2 separate regions of the Nomascus leucogenys genome follow, and region 2 is linked to region 1. The links are chromatin contacts, called in public Hi-C maps. All regions are on one chromosome and are shown on one strand. The core of a region is the stretch at or near the end of the contact, and the rest is flanking DNA. Distances in the headings are between cores, read along the strand shown. Region 1 overlaps ARFGAP3 (ADP-ribosylation factor GTPase-activating protein 3). Region 2 has its middle 41 kb from the start of ATP5MGL.

Region 1 (5,532 bases), core at 358-2,857:
CAAAGGATTAAAGCTAAATTAAGGAGTATTTGGTTTTTCTGGCAGTGTTTCATCATTACGATTAGCCTATAAGGATCTCGAAATTCAAATGAAGAAAGATGAAAAGATGAACATTAGTGGCAAAAAAAATGTTGACTCAGACAGACTCGGCATGGGATTTGGAAATTGCAGAAGGTACGTGAGACTGCTTTCTTGGAGTTAGAATTTAAAACAGTGTGCCAATCATCAGTGGATTTTTCTTGGACTGTGTTAGTTTCAACTTTAGAGGTTTTTTTTTGTTATTCATTAACTTCTCTAATTATTTTTGCTTTGCTCTGGTATTCAGTATAACATGAAAAATTTCAAATTTGGCTCTTTAAAAGAAGGAAAAAGGTCTGGCTCTTCATGAAGCACCTACCAGAGAGGAAGCCACGGACATAACCAATGTTTGTGACTGTATTTTGTGTAGACACAGTCCGCACAAAATTTTAACATTTTTGAAAGCTCACACCAGAAAAAAAAATTGTTTTATTGCTTATGTTTTTAACCCCTCTAATACATTTGTCTTTGTTCAAAATATAAATTAAAGCTTTGTTTATTTTGGTGAAACAAAAGTTTGTGAACTTACTGATATATACTTTTTTCTGTTTTCTCAAGTGGTATTTCACATTCAGTGACTTCAGATATGCAGACCATAGAGCAGGAATCACCCATCATGGCAAAACCAAGAAGAAAGTATAATGATGACAGTGACGATTCATATTTTACTTCCAGCTCAAGGTACTCTATTACAAATCATCGTTAAAGTGTCATTTTGAAAAGCAGTGACTAGTATGAATTTATTAGTTTATTTTCATTAGGAGAAATTACAAATCAATTTACTTCACTGTTTTTAAAAGCTTTGGCTGGAGCCAAGGCTATTCTTTGGAGTAAAAATTAGAGAAACGTTTGTAAAAGGACAATGTGGGCTAATATTAAAATGTTTGGCAATAAAACAACTGTGAGTTAAAATTAGAGGTAGGAGAGATGCGTTTATTTAAATTATGACATTGGAGAAAACTGCAAAATCCTGAAGGTATGTGTTTAGTCCAGCAGTGGGAATATTTCACAGCTCTTTCTCAGGGCTTCAGCAGATTTCTGTGCTTCAGAATGCCAGCTTCAGAAAACTCCAATTGGTACAATAGTGCATTAAATAAACTCTATGGGTGTGTGTATTTATTAATGAGGAACATGATTGCACTTTGAGGGGATCCCAGAGTAAAGCCCAGGTTTCTCTCCTTCAGCACTCACTATCTGATTGAGACAAAATGCATAACTCTAGTGTGAAGCTGACTGTGGAGAGCAGTGCACGGTCAAGTGGCCTGCCAGAGCAAAGAGAACAAGTTTAAACTTGAGTCACTTCACTTTGTAAGGACCTGCTCGGCCCAGGGAGAGGTCTGCTAAAAAGGCACCAAATGAACCTGTGATTTCACTGGAGAGGGCACAGCTCAGGAACAGAGGGGTAAGAATATGGGCCCAGGGGCCAGATGGCATGGATTTGTATCCTGGCTTTCACTTATGTGTCACCTGGGCCAAGTTATTTAACTTCTTTGTGCTATAGCTTCCTTATCTGTAAATTAGGGACCCTAGTAGTACCTACGCGATAGGGTTGTGTGAGGATCAAATGAGATACTGTGAATACTATAGCACGTTTAGAATGATGCTTGGCTCTTACTATGTTTAGCTGCTATATGATAATATAGAAACTCAGTTTGAGACAATGTGATTCAGTCTAAATGTTTTTTGTTTGTTTGTTTATGAGATAAAGTCTCACTGTCACCCAGGCTGGAGTACAGTAGCCTGATCTCGGCTCACTGCAACCTCCACCTGCCAAGTTCAAGCAATTCTTGTGCCTCAGCCTCCTGAGTAGCTTTGACTACAGGCGTGTGCCACCATACATGGCTAATTTTTTGTATTTTTAGTAGAGATGGAGTTTCGCCATGTTGGCCAGGCTGGTCTCAAACCCCTGACTTCAAGTGATCTGCTGTCCTCAGCCTCCCAAAGTGCTGAGATTATAGGCATGAGCCTCCACACCCAGCCTAAATGTTTGATGACTATTGTTAGGTAGTTAAACTAACCACATTGAGGACCACCTTTGGGTTAGCAGTTCATGAAAACTGAAGGAGTTCCTGTCAGTAATGGGCGGTGCTTACTGGAAGGCTGCATCACTTATGTCTTGGAGGGCATTAGAGTTGTCTGGCAATTTATAGGTTCGAAGCATTTTCATATGTATAAAATATATATATATGTGTGTATATATACACACACACGCACTTCATATATAGAACAGATATATTACCTAGGATCTAATTGTGAAATTGTATATTTTCCTATCAATGTTTATAGACAAGGAGTTGTATAAAGAATACTACCCTTAAAAATGTCTCTAAGTGTAGCTCTAAATTATTTCAAGTCCAGGGATTTTACCAAAAAAAAAAAAAGTAGTAGTTTAGTCGTGTTCCATGGTGGTATTTTCAGAGACTTGGGTGGTTTTATATTTGCCTATCCTTTGTAGCCTCTATAATGCATCAAGTTTCACTTTACTCAGAAGTGATACCCAAATCATGCCTTTTAAAGGTATGTAAATAGATTTTACACAGAATAAAATGAAATGTGTAATTTGATTTGGAAACTGCATGCGTGTCAGATCATTTCAGATATGAATATTAAATGATGGACTAAGTCTGGGTCAGAGGAAACTCTTGGCAGTACGGGTCTGTATTTGCCTGTGTGGCTTCTCACAACATCTTTGATTATTTCACTGCTTATTAGCAACTTCTGCAGATGATAGTGTAGGAAGGTAAAGAAAGTTTAGGCTGGGCACGGTAGCTCACACCTATAATCCCAGCACTTTGGGAAGCCAAGGCAGGAGGATCATTCGAGCCCAGGAATTCAAGACCAGACTGGGAAATATAGTGAGACCTCATCTTTACAAAAAATTTCAAAAATATTAGCCTAGCATGGTGGACATGTCTGTAGTCCCAGCTACTTGGGAGGCTGAGGTGGAGGATCACTTGAGCCTGGGAGGCAGAGGTTGCAGTGAGATTAGATTGCACCACTGCACTCCAGCCTGGGCAACAGAGCAAGAAGACCCTCTCTCAAAGAAAAAGAGAAAGTTTCAGTTAAATCAGTACTATTGCTTGGTAGCCGGGTTGGTAAGAGAGCTGTAAGTGAGGTTGCCTAATGGGAACTTCAGAGACCCTCACTGGCTCCAGGTCACTGACAGGCCCCTGTGGGGCCTTTCTGCCTTGTAAGGGCTTCAGGGATCTTTCAGACTCCCCTTCTTCAAAGGCTTAATCGAAAGAGTTAGCCCCAGAAGCCACTGTTGCTATGAAACTGTTACTTACGGTTTGAAACCTGGGAGCAGATGGCATATTTATATAGACCATGCCTCCTGGACTCTTGCCAGAGAGACCTTGGTGTATTGTTTCTCATGACCTGCAGATTGTCTAATAGGAACATAAATGCCTTCTCTAGTCCTCCTTGGTAGGGTGACCACCATTAGTAGAACTAGGGTACTATTAGGTACTTTGGTAACTGAGGTAAAATAAACATGGACTCTGAAAGCAAATATATTAGTTCGATGAAGAGCTCTTATTGCTTTCAAATTATTCATTAGCCCATTAGAACTTGAACATTATGAATTATGAAAGAGTTCTGTTTCTGTTAAAAATAAGATAAAACCTGTCCTTGTTTTTTTTTTCTTATTATTGAGTTCCATCATTTCTAGGATATAAACAGTATAATTATATATTGAGTACAAGATAATGAAACTAGAACAATTTGCTCAGCCTTATAAAGCTAGCATGGCCTTAATTAGAATAGACAACTGTCTATAGCTCTAAATCAGAGCAAATGTGATATTAGGGTGCTCTTATCAAGGGATTTTAAGGAATGTTTTTAAGATTGGTTAAAGACAGAGTGGGAGGGGAAAAATAAAAGTAAAAAAGCATTGAGAGCTATACAATCAAAACATTAAAAAGCCAATAAAGGTTTGGAGATGAGGAAGGAAAGTCTATGTGTTTCTGAGCAGGGACTAGTGGCCGTTAGTTGTCCCACTCACCCCATCCTTCCAAAGGTCAGCTGGAGGCCTGGTTGGTGGTCTGTCGGTCTCTTAGTGAGTTGCCGGTCCTCCTACTGAGTTGCTCCTGCTTAGCATGGGCACAGAGAGCCTCTCGTGGGTGACTGGAAGACAGAGAAGGCACCACCCAGCCCATGCACGGACTGCTGCCTCAGGCTCATGCTGGTCAGGGGGACCCAAGCCGATCGCTGTCTCTCTTCTTTGACTTCTGAATAATTCAGTCACTTAAAAGTAATCTGATTCCTCTACATTTCAGGATAAGTACATTGGCTTATAAGAATGAAGAATGTTATTTCCTTAGAGTGTTGCTAAATGTACAAAATTTAGTATCACAGAGTCGTGAAGAACCTGGAAGTTCCAACCCACCCTCACCCTGCACCAGTCCAGTGCTGACCCCCCTCTTCCCACTCCAGGGCAGTCCACCCTCTACTGCACCCTTCCTTCTCCTCAAGACAGCCATTTGGTCCCAGGGCGGCTCCGTGAGAAACTCTGCCTTTCATTAACACAGCTTCTGAGGCTTCTGCATTCAAGTCAGCCTCCCTTCCATAAGCCAGTTCACAAGCCTCATGAGGGCAGGAGCTGAATGTGTCTTCTTGCCCTGTGTCTTCCCCTAGCAGAGTGCCTGACTCCTCGTAGGTGCTTATCAAGTAGTTTTAAAATTCCTCACTGAATTGATCTTAGTTCTTTCATGGTGCCTTAAAATAAGCCCCTCAAACATGTGAATATCACCTTCCAGGCCAGCACACATCCCACATCTTTTGAACCTTCCTCTGATGTAACTTCCGGTTCCTTCAGTGTCCTGATCTCTCTTCTCTGAAAGGGGATCGGTCGTCTCTCTTCCTCCAGGCAGAGCCTGGGTGCAGTACAGATCCACTCATCCGCCATAGGGAGAGCCTGGTCGGTTTCTAGCTGAAATCCAGATACACTTTGAACACCGCGTTTTCCTTCCTAAGGAGAAGATGCTAGTGTCATGAGATTTGTTCTTAATGACCTTCTTGCCAGAGAAGGCAGAAGCCACATTTAGAAATTTTACTTTCTGTCTGTTAAGGATGTAATATCATACCATCTGCTCCAACAGCAGTTTATCCTCTGTCCCTTTTTTGTTTTGTTTTGTTTTGTTTTGTTTTTTCTGCCAAGAAAGAATCAATTTGTTCTTAGCGTTTCCCCCACCCAGATCTTAGCTCACTGAGGTCCCTGGCCTCTTTGCTCTTATGGGTTCTTGCTTCCCTCTTATATTGGCCTTTGGTTACTGGCCCCTCTGACCTCCTATGATCTCCATCTTCTGTGCAACTCCTTATAGCACGGAGCTTGGTACACATCTTATTTCCAGTGTGCTTCCTGTCCTTACTCTCTGGAGAAAACCTGGATGGTGTCTGTTAAGGCCTCTGTATTCTCTTCTGTCACCCTTCCTTTCCTAAGACCTCCCTGGGATC
Region 2 (5,084 bases), core at 2,446-4,945, 140 kb after region 1:
GATCACTTGAGCCCAGGAGTTTGAGACCAGCCTGGGCAACATAGCAAGATCTGTCTGTACTTAAAAATCTATATATATTAGCTGGCATGGTGGCATGAGCCTGTAGTCCCAGCAACACAGGAGGCTGAGGCGGGAGGATCACCTGAGCCCGGGAGATCAAGGCTGTGATGAACAATGATGCCACTGCACTCCAGCATGAGCAATAGAGTGAGACCCTGTCTAAAAGCAAAGGAAGGAAAGGAAAACTCAGAATCCAGTCCAGAGCCTTGAAACTTTGGGGGTCCTCAGCCTAACCGAAACCTGTCCCATCCTATAACCACAGAATTTCAAGACTGGGAGGGGCTGGGCTCGGTGGCTCACACCTGTAATCCCAGCACTTTGGGAGGCCAAGGTGGGTGGATCACTTGAGGTCAGGAGTTTGAGACCAGCCTGGCCAACATGGTGAAACCCTGTCTCTCCTACAAATACAAAAATTAGCCAGGCATGGTGGCAGGTGCCTGTAATCCCAGCTACTCGGGAGGCTAAGACAGGAGAATTGCTTGAACCCAGGAGGTGGAGGGTGCAGTGAGCCAAGATGGCGCCATTGCACTCTAGCCTGGGAGATGGAGCGAGACTCCATCTAAAACAACAACAACAACAACAAACAGAAACAAAAAACAAACAAACAAAAAAACTGTGAGGGACCATAGACCATAGAGATCTACTGGTCCATCTGGCACATCCCTAGAGAAGCACACATCTCCCACCTTAAGACAATCTGGGCCGGGCACGGTGGCTCACGCCTGTAATCCCAGCACTTTGGGAGGCCAAAGCAGGCAGATCATGAGGTGAGGAGATCCAGACCATCCTGGCTAACACGGTGAAACCCCATCTCTACCAAAAAAATTTAGCTGGGCGTGGTGGCACGCTCCTGTAGTCCCAGCTACTTGGGAGGCTGAGACAGGAGAATTGCTTGAACCCAGGAGGTGGAGGTTGCAGTGAGCCAAGATCATGCCATTGCACTCTAGCCTGGGGGAGAGAGCGAGACTGTCTCAAAAAAAAAAAAAAAAAAAAGACAATCTGTAAGTTACCACACAGTACCATACAGAATACCCAGGAGACCCACACAGGGTGGCAAACACCCTCCAGTAATAATGGCCTAAAGGGCCGGGCTCGGTGGCTCACGCCTGTAATCCCCGCTCTTTGGGAGGCGGAGGTGAGAGGATCACGAGATCAGGAGATCGAGACCATCCTGGCTAACACGGTGAAACCCCGTCTCTACTAAATATACAAAAAATTAGCCGAGCGTGGTGGCCCAGCTACTCAGGAGGCTGAGGCAGGAGAATGGTGTGAACTCAGTGGGTGGAGCTTGCAGTGAGCCGAGATGGCGCCACTGCACTCCAGCCTGGGCGACAGGGCGAGACTCTGTCTCAAAAAAGAAAAAAAAAAAGGAAAAAAAAGAAAAAAAAGAAACCTCATTTCTACTAAAATATAAAAATTATCCGGGCATGGTGGTGAGTGCCTGTAATCCCAGTTACTTGAGAGGCTGAGGCAGGAGAATCACTTGAAACCTGGAAATGAAGGTTGCAGTGAGCCGAGATCGTGCCACTGCACTCCAGCCTGGGTGACACAGCGAGACTCATCTCAAAAAAAAAAGGGGTGAGGTGCCCCCTGGTTTCGTGGTGTATGTGATTGGCTTGTTTGTATAATTCCATGGGCTGGCAGGGAACTGAAACCAGCTACTCAGGGGGAAGCAGGGTACAGTTGTACCCGGTCCACTTCATAAGGAGGATTGCTTGGCACTTGGCTAGAGTATGTTATGTTGAAATGTTGAAAATGCCAGCTATTTTCTTTCTTTTTTTTTTTTTTTTTTTTTGAGACGAAGTCTCACTCTTGTCCCCCAGGCTAGAGTGCGATGGCGCGATCTCGGCTCATTGCAACTTCTGCCTCCCGGGTTCAAGCGATTCTCCTGCCTCAGCCTCCTGAGTAGCTGGGATTACAGGCACCTGCCACCACTGGCTAATTTTTGTATCTTTAGTAGAGACGGGGGTTTCACCATGTTGGCCTGGCTGGTCTTGAACTTCTGACCTCAGCCTCCCAAAGTGCTGGGATTACAGGCATAAGCCACCATGCCCGGCCAACCAACTATTTTCTTTTAGCTACTTATGATAAAATTCAAGATTATAACGAGTGAAAAGGGAAGGATTCAGGTCTCAGGTAGAATTAAGAGGGCTTATAAAGGAGCCAGGATTTGCTGGTTTCAAACATATAAATTATCATGTAATTTATTTTTCTTTCTTTCTTTCTTTCTTTCTTTCTTTCTTTCTTTCTTTCTTTCTTTCTTCTCTCTCTCTCTTTCTTTTCTTTCTTTTTTTTTTTTTTTTGAACGGGTCTCTCTTTGCCAGCTGAGTGCGTGCGCTTCCTCTGCGTCCCTCCGGTTCCCTTCTCCTCTCCTCTCCTACTGGTACGGCCCCGCCCCTCTTTTTTTTTTTTTGAGGTTTCACGTTCTCAATTCCTGATCTGTCCCCCTCCCTCCGTCTTTACACGTGCCCCGCCTCCTTTCTTTTTTTTTTTCTTTTTTTTTTCTTTCTTTTTTCTTTCTTTCTTTTTTTTCTTTCCTTCTTTCCTTCTTCGTTTCTTTTTTTTTTTTTCTGAGATAGGTTCCAGCTCTGCCACCCAGGCTGGAGTGCAGTGGCACAATCTTGGTTTAGTGCAACATCTGCCTCCCCGGCTCAAGTCATCCTCCCACCTTAGCCTCCTGAGTAGCTGGGTGCAAACTACCATGCCCGGCCAATTTTTGTATTTTTAGTAGAGATGGGGTTTCACCCTGTTGCCCAGGATGGAATCCAGCTCCGGGTTCAAGCGATCCTCCCGCCTCAGCCTCCCAAAGTGCTAGGATTACGGGCGTGAGCCACTGCACCCCACCTAATTTCAGTTTTTGTTTGTTCCTTTTTTTTTTTTTTTTTTTTTGAGACGGAGTCTCGCTCTGTTGCCCAGGCTAGAGTGCAGTGGCGCGATCTCGGCTCACTGCATCCTCCGCCTCCCGGGTTCAAGCAATTCTCCTGTTTGAGCCTCTCGAGGAGCTGAGATTACAGGCACCCACCACCATGCCTGACTAATTTTTGTATTTTTAGTAGAGATGGGGTTTCACCATGTTGGCTAGACCAGTCTCGAACTCCTGACCTCAAGTGATCCACCTGCCTCAGTCTCCCAAAGTGCTGGGATTACAGGCATGAGCCACCGCGCCTGGCCCTAATTTCATTTTTTAAACAATGAGGTTAGTTTCTTTTATAATAAGCCTCGCAGTAAAAGATTTTTAAAAATATCTTGGCAGTCTTTGCGCCTAGGACAGAACCTGGCATGGTGCTTATCCACATTGACATCTGAACAAATACAGTCTGAGGCCTGTTCTTCCTCTATTCTCAAGTTCCTGCCTGCAAACGGACAAGAATCTGTTACCTCGAAGAGAGCAAGGGCAGAGCATGTGACTCCAGCAAAAAGTAGGGCATCTGGGGAGCTGAGATGACTGAAAGCCACCAGGAAGGTACTTTCCAGGCAGTTAAATTTTTTCTTCTGGTATCCCCCACCTCCCTCCATCAGCCACAGATTGCTCCCTAGAAGAGGTGATCTGTGATGCCAAGTCAGTGATGCCCAGGGCTGGGTACTGTGATCTTCCTCCAGGTGTCAAGGAACTTGCAGGAAATGGTCAGGCCAATTCGGGCTGCTACGACGAAGCAGGTGAGGCTCAGGAAAGTAGTCACCCAGCCAAGATTTGAACTGTGGTCTCTCTGAGGATAAACTCATGCTCTGTCAGCTACATCAGGGGGTTTCAAGCTTTCTCCCAAAGCCCTTGCCCTCTGAATACCAGGAAACCCATAAAAGTCCCAGATCTCAGATGAGGATAAAAATACATGCCATCATTTGCATGTTACAATGCAAAACCTGTGGTACTCACCTGCTTCAGCAAGCAGGATGGTGTGTGGATGCCCTCAAACCACTCCAGTCTGACCTGGGTACGTTGGAGCAGCTGTGCTGGACCTCCACTCTACAGGCACTTTTGCGGTGTCATTCATTCAACCGTTATTTATTGAGGGCCACCATGCTCCAGACCCTGGAACAGTGGACTGTACACAGGGAGGTAGCCTGGGCACAGGGAGGCAGCCTGGGTACAGGGAGGCAGCCAGTGAGGCTAGACTGCCTGCATCTGCAGCACGTTCAGCTGTGTGATGCGGAGTGTGTGAATTACTGGTCTGTTTTCTCTTCTGTGGGATGGCAGTAATATAGACTTTCTCCTCCCAGGGTGACCAGGAGAAATGGATGAGTTAAGGCATGTCCATAGTGCCAGGCATATAGCAAGCAGTCTCATTTCTTTTTTCTTTTTCTTTTTTTTTTTTTTTTTTTTTGAGACAGGGTCTGGCTCTGTCACCCAGACTGGAGTGCAGCGGTGTGATCTTGGCTCACTGCAACCTCCGCCTCCCAGGCTCAAGCCATTCTCCCACCTCAGCTTCCCACATAGCTAGGACTACAGGCATACACCACCGTGCCCGGTTAGTTTTTGTATTTTTTTTTGGAGAGATGAGGTTTCACCACGTTACCCAGGCTGGTCTCAAGTTCCTGGGCTCAAGGGATCCACCTGCCTCAGCCTCCCAAAGTGCTGGGATTACAGGCGTGAGCCACCGCGCCCAGCCTCTCATTTCTTTATTACTATTATTTGATAACTGATGGATGGATTTATTTACAAAATTGTAAGATACACAGGAAAGGCCATCGTTAAGACCATTTTACAGATGAGAACAATTGAGGCTCGGGGCCATTGAAAAAGGTTGCCAGGAATAGAGTAGGTAGAATTATTCCCACTTTATAGACAAGTAGACTGAGGCTCAGGGAGTTAAGTCACCAGCTCAAGGTCAGTATCAGTGTCAGAGCCCAGGCCCAGGCCCCTCTGGCCTCAGTAACAGCCGCCTCTTTGAACTCTGAACTAACGGGGCAGTGTTTCACAGAAGGCACAGGTGGCCTCAGTGACAGGAAAGGCCCAGGACAGGTGGCCTGAGATAGCTGAGGTCCTGCAGCAGCATGTACTCCTCCAGCTGAATTGGCCTGGGCCT

Evidence for each region. A called contact is a pair of places that touch in the nucleus more often than the background predicts.
Region 2: a contact with region 1 is called in a Hi-C map of a lymphoblastoid cell line, with 3 times the contacts expected there. The contact joins two enhancer-like sites. A contact is called at or near these places in 2 of 4 Hi-C or Micro-C datasets (both in a lymphoblastoid cell line).

What each region holds. Positions count from the first base shown.
Region 1 is chr7b:7,642,829-7,648,360 of Asia_NLE_v1, forward strand. It overlaps ARFGAP3 (ADP-ribosylation factor GTPase-activating protein 3), which reads left to right. Exons shown (of 15, transcript XM_030815421.1): 10 at 46-174; 11 at 637-759. Among named protein-coding and RNA genes, the nearest start is that of ARFGAP3, 40 kb to the left of the region's middle. Within about 2 kb of position 1,608, the one cell type or tissue checked has an H3K27ac peak away from gene starts, as active enhancers do. A contact at or near this core is called in a lymphoblastoid cell line, where this site is marked.
Region 2 is chr7b:7,777,941-7,783,024 of Asia_NLE_v1, forward strand. No RefSeq gene overlaps it. Among named protein-coding and RNA genes, the nearest start is that of ATP5MGL, 41 kb to the right of the region's middle. Within about 2 kb of position 3,696, the one cell type or tissue checked has an H3K27ac peak away from gene starts, as active enhancers do. A contact at or near this core is called in a lymphoblastoid cell line, where this site is marked.